Linked DNA regions of Mus musculus: region 1 is linked to region 2. The links are chromatin contacts, called in public Hi-C maps. All regions are on one chromosome and are shown on one strand. Each heading gives the region's core, a stretch centred on a gene start, on an enhancer-like site or on the middle of the called end of the contact. The rest is flanking DNA. Distances are from core to core; before and after follow the strand shown.

Evidence for each region. Hi-C and Micro-C count contacts between places; a contact is called where the count stands out from the background.
Region 1: a contact with region 2 is called in a Hi-C map of liver, with 2.3 times the contacts expected there. The contact joins two enhancer-like sites. A contact is called at or near these places in 2 of 484 Hi-C or Micro-C datasets (epidermal suprabasal cells and liver) and 1 of 115 datasets of contacts at active chromatin or transcription factors (bone marrow-derived macrophages).

The regions. Positions count from the first base shown.
Region 1 is chr8:128,092,120-128,094,819 of GRCm38.p6, reverse strand. No RefSeq gene overlaps it. Among named protein-coding and RNA genes, the nearest start is that of Mir21c, 180 kb to the left of the region's middle. Within about 2 kb of position 1,314, at least 8 of the 459 cell types and tissues checked have an H3K27ac peak or open chromatin away from gene starts, as enhancers often do. A contact at or near this core is called in liver, where this site is marked.
Region 2 is chr8:127,456,872-127,459,580 of GRCm38.p6, reverse strand. All of the region lies in intron 20 of Pard3 (par-3 family cell polarity regulator), which reads right to left. Among named protein-coding and RNA genes, the nearest start is that of Gm9909, 3.5 kb to the right of the region's middle. Within about 2 kb of position 1,455, at least 3 of the 459 cell types and tissues checked have an H3K27ac peak or open chromatin away from gene starts, as enhancers often do. A contact at or near this core is called in liver, where this site is marked.

The DNA.
Region 1 (2,700 bases), core at 65-2,564, 640 kb before region 2:
GAATAAACATGAATAAAGAAAACATCTAACCAATAAATGTATGAGACAGTTTGAAGCCATACAAGGGCCACCGAGGTAGAGTTTAGGAAGAATTTGGTCGCTCACGCACTTTTGCAACTTCGTGGAAGTTTGGAGTGGAACTTCATGCCCATGCCATCTTATCCCAGTTTCAAACTTTCAATTCATCTTTAATCATAGAAATGAAGGGTCTCATGGAGACACTACACAGGTAAAAGATGAGTGATGAGAGGGTTTTCTATGTGTGAGGTAAGATGCTCTTGCCCTCAAGATCCCTAACTGACACATTTCAAATGCTCCCTCCATTCCCTGACATAATACTCATTTGGCTTTTTGTGCAATTTGAAGAGCCCTATTCTTTCACTTTTCTTTCTTCTTTCTTTCAGCTCAGCATTGAAGCATTATGAACAAACACAAGTGAAAAACAAACACAGTAGCTCTACTGAGTTCATTCAGGGGCAGTTAAGTGTTTGTAAGCATTCAGTCATAACATTCAAACATTCTGACAGTAAACAGCATACTGACTAAACATGTAAAGAGCAAGCCTTCAAAGGGTTTTCCAATGACCAGCACTAGCCCTTCCTAATATAGTCTCCTCTTCCGTAGTAAATGTCTCTGCTTAGTGGAGTCTCATTTGGTGTTCCACCTTTTTTTTCTTCCAAATTTGTAGGAAACTCGGCTTTAGAATTTACACTCTCTGTATGTTTCCATTGTTAAGACTAGAAACTATTAAGATGGCTGAGGAAAATGCTGCCCCCACCCCTGTATCAGTTAAGAAAGGCTGTCATGAGTACTTACTTTTGTTTAAGATTTGAAATTATTAGTTTTAAATCAGAATTAATATTTGGCATCCAGCAGTGAGCATTTATAGTTTAAAAGTAATCTGTCTCAGGAAAATACTAAATGGTGAAATAATGCATGCTTTGCCCTGTGTGCTGTACAGTACATCTAATGAATGGGTCTCAGGGTTGGACTCACATGGTGAAAAGTGGTGGGTCTTTCACAGACCGCCCTGTGACAATGCCTTGTTTTCTGTAATGTGTTCAATTCCAAACACATGGGTATCATTTTTGAAAATGAATTGTGAGGTTTTCACTGTATGAATTTATTTACTCTGTGTGTATGGGTGTTTGCATGTGTTATGTGAATGTGTGGGTGTGCAAGCTATAGCTTGCATATGGAAGTCAAAGGACAACTTGAGCAAATCAATTCTTTCCTTCCACCATGTTGACTTTGGGAGGATTGAACACTGTGCCTTTTCACTGAGAGGTCTTTGCCAGACCTGTGGGTGTTATTTTTGAAGCCAGCTTCATTGATTAGTAGATGTTGTGGAGCTACAGAGGCATATCTGTGAAGTATTCAGTTGGATGGGTCTTTTCTAGCAATTTCCTTTTTTTTTTTTTATCAAGAGAAAAATCGAAGCTATTTTCAATGCAAAAGCAAACTCTGAACAGCACCCACTAGAATTAGTAAAGCAACATTTCATCAGAAAATCACCTGCAAAATTTAGAGCACAATTTACAATTACTAATTGGTGTGTTAAATGGATGCATTCAGAAAGTAGCAAGGGGATGAGTCAATACTTCCAAAAGAACCTTAATTTCAGGATTTCCTGAGTGAGTGCTCCAAATTACCAGCCTACCTCCCCATTAGTGCCCGGGTTAGAGAAGTCAGCTCACCCAGACGTTTGTTGTGTGCATAATTTCAAAATGAATAAATACTACTTTGGAAATCACTCTGGTTCATTTTGCCAAAAGCAACACCCTTTCTGGGCACGCAGCCACTAGATAGTCACCCTACTTTCTTTGTGACTGTGAAACCCTGAAACATTGTTTGCAGATCTATCAAAGGACTCATCGAGTCAGAGGATGATCAGGGAGAATGCGTCAGCCATTAAAATGTAGAAAGGTGAGATCGAAATGGCAAAGATATACAGCTTTTATCTCAGTATGCTGCAAGTAGCTTTTCGATCTTCTACACTAAGAGTGGTATTCTACCATGGCTCAGTGCTCTGCCATGGGGAACACTCCTCTTCTTACCATCTCTCAGTTGTCCATGAATGTGTTTGTAAAGCAGCTGCTGTCCATTTTCAGCTTGTACCCACCCACTGGGCCAACTCATCCATACACAGACCTTGAACTTGAACTAGTGGGTGTAATTTGTAAACTACAGTGAGTGACACTGGGTGGGTGGAGGTGTTCTAACCCTGTTGTGATTTTATCCTAGATGTTTCATCTCCATCTTATGGTGGGAGATCCAACAGACTGCACTTTGTAACAGGAAGTTCTGAACTGTGCTTGGTACACCACAGTTAAATACCCAGTGGTGCCCTGAGACTTGGTCAAGGGATGTCACTATCTGCTGAGGGTGGTTCTCTAGAACCGAATCAGCCTGGATTGAGATTTACCTCTAGAGCTTGTCAGAGGGCCCAGTGCCTCTCCTTCTCCATTCTAACATACAAACAACAAAAAAAAATTCCCCCTAAATACTCATGTGCTAAAGGCTTGATCCCTAATGCAGCATGTTCAAAGATGATGGGATGGTTATTGAGTCATGGGGATTGGATTGGATCATCGGATTCATCTTTGATTGGTTCTTAATTGAATGGCACCATTGGGAGGAGGTAGAAACTGTTGAAGGTAGGGCTTAACTGGAGTAAGAAGGTCTTGAGGCATACCTTGG
Region 2 (2,709 bases), core at 206-2,705:
AATGCCAAGCTGAACACTTCAGACACCAGAATGGGGGAAAACAAAATCTTCACAGAGGGAGCTCCATCATTGGACTAAAGACTGAAAATCCAAAATCATCCAGTTAACACCATCTCTGTAAGCAATGAGTCCTCTTTATTTTCCCCGAGTAGGCTTATTGGGAACATTCATCATGTTTAAAACCTGACAAACGTTTGCAAGGTTTAAAGCTCAGAGGATAATTCATGCTGCTAGACTGGAGATGATTAAACTGAAAGCTTTGGGGGAATCTTCACCAAAATGTTCTCCTCAGTCCAGCGAGCAGTGGCCGGATAGGAGGATGCCTTTGGCTTAGAAGTCCACACCTGATCAAAACCAAACACAAGGAGTGTGCAATGCAATCTGGCCTCGGTCTATGTACTGCTGAAGAAAGATGCCAACCCCAGGGCTCTTTAAGAAAATGCCACTCTAGTCTATGCTGGCATCCAACATATCCCAGACGGTCCAGCTTCATACAGACTCATCTTCCTGCGGCTATTCTCCTCTATAAAAAGTCCACGTGCCCCATGATGCTTGCCTTCCGAGGTCTCCAATCAGATACATGCACGAGGATTGTCAAGTCACCAGCTGTCTCAGAGAAGAAAGTGCAGGCACATAGCTGCACAAAGAATTTCTCATTAATAAAAGAGGGGTGTGAGTGACTGAGTCCTTCTATCGGGAGAGGTCATCCAGGGCAAAAAGAGGGAAAATGACCGACATGGGAAGGAAAACCCCTCATCCTGGCATGGTTGAAGCCTCTAGCCAGTGGAGAATCGAGAATTGAGCATCAGTAACATTTCCTGAAGGTCTTTCTTGCTTTCAGCTACAAACCTGTCATTTTTCAGGATTCTCACCACAAACCCCATGACAGTGACAGGGCCTATCCTATACCCCCTTACAACCTTAACAGATTGCAGTTACATCCCTGCTACCTCTGGAGCCATCCTGCAGTCTCAGTTATAAAATAAGAAACAGAGTTAGAGGAAGAGAGGGTTCCTAAGAAATCTCCTGAGCAGCAAAATTCCCAGAATCTCCAACAATCCTGTATACAGTGACCACTGGGACTCTTGAAGGGAGACTGTCCCTGGAGAACCCTCTACTAACTAGACTTGGGTATGTCTTATTCTTTCCCTGAGCAACTCTCTTTCTCTTAGTCCCTGTGACTCAAGATGCTTAAGATACTTGTTTAAAGTATCTTTAATGAACCGTGATTCTTGAGAAGTCTATACACATGCTTTTAGTTGTACCATATTCTTTCTCTGAACACCTTCCTGCTTACTGAGAAATTCTAACACTGCTTCATGCCAGCTTGTCCTGAAATTCTCTTCTGCATCAAAGCCAAGGACCTGGTTTTACCTAGATCAGGGGAGTTTCTCAGGTGTTGTCTGAGAGGGTATATGATTCCCTCTGTAATGCTGCCAGCTCAGAGAGGAGCCAGGAATGCAGTCTACAGTCAAACTCACGTCAGAAAGAAAAGAGCAAAGGCTTATTTGCACAGTTGACAGATAAGAGAAAAAGGTTTCAAGTCACGGGTTGGTTACTGGCACAGGTCATTTCTTATAAGGATAAATCTCATTTTAAACACTAGGCTGAACATGAAGTATCCAGTACAGACCTCAGACAGTAATTAAGATACACCGTGTTTGCCAAAGGGTTTTATAAACTAGGAAATTATCATCACAATATTATGCTAGGAAAATCTCACATGTTGTCATCCCCATTCACATTATATATTCTAATGTGACGAAATAAGGAAGACTAGTTACAAGTTAATTCTATACATCAAATGTGTCCTTGACATTTGATCTTATTTAGAAACTAGACAGTAAATTCAACTGGAAAGGGGAGGAAGGGAAGAAAATGTCTTCATGAAATTGATTAAATCTAGGATCTGCTCACTTTTCAGAGGGGATAAAATACGCACTGGGACTTTAAAACTAATATATATAAAACACATAGCTATGTCTATGTAAAATCATGCTCGTGTGTACACACACACAGAGCCTGGGAGTTAGACATTATAAAGTTATGATTTATAGAATGAATGAACCAAACAGCAAACATAAAAACACTCAAGGGAACATCATCTCAAGCATAATATTCAGTCATTCACCAGCATTATTGAGTATCTCCTTGCATGAGAGCTGACTTATCTACACGCAGAACAGAAAACACTCCATGCCACTATTGGCACCACGGAGATTCTTTTCTAGCCGGTATTTAGGTAGCAGCAGGATGAAGTAGGCACGGGAGCACACAAAGAATCATGACAGAGTGAGCTGGAGTTTTACTTTAGAGAGTTAAAGATGGCTTCCTGAGAAGGTGACATTGAGAACAGATCAGTGTGCCATGCTGGGAAGCATCAGCAATACAGGCTGAGGCTGAGACTCAAGTTGGTCAAATGCTTTAACTATTGTGCCTGGGGCTCCATCCCTAGCAGCCCACAAACTAAGCATGGTGGCACACACCTGCAATCCCAGAAGGTATTGCCAGAAGGGTCAGGAGTTCAAGGTCATCCTTAGCTTCATAATGAGTAAGATGCTATCCTGCTACACATAAAATCTTGTCTCAATATAAAACAGAACACAAGGGGAAAACTTCCACAAGGGCCCTGAGGCAAGGTACGATGATTGTCTTTGAGGAATCACAAGGGCCACAAATCCAAGAGTGGCGCTGGGTAGCATCTGATAA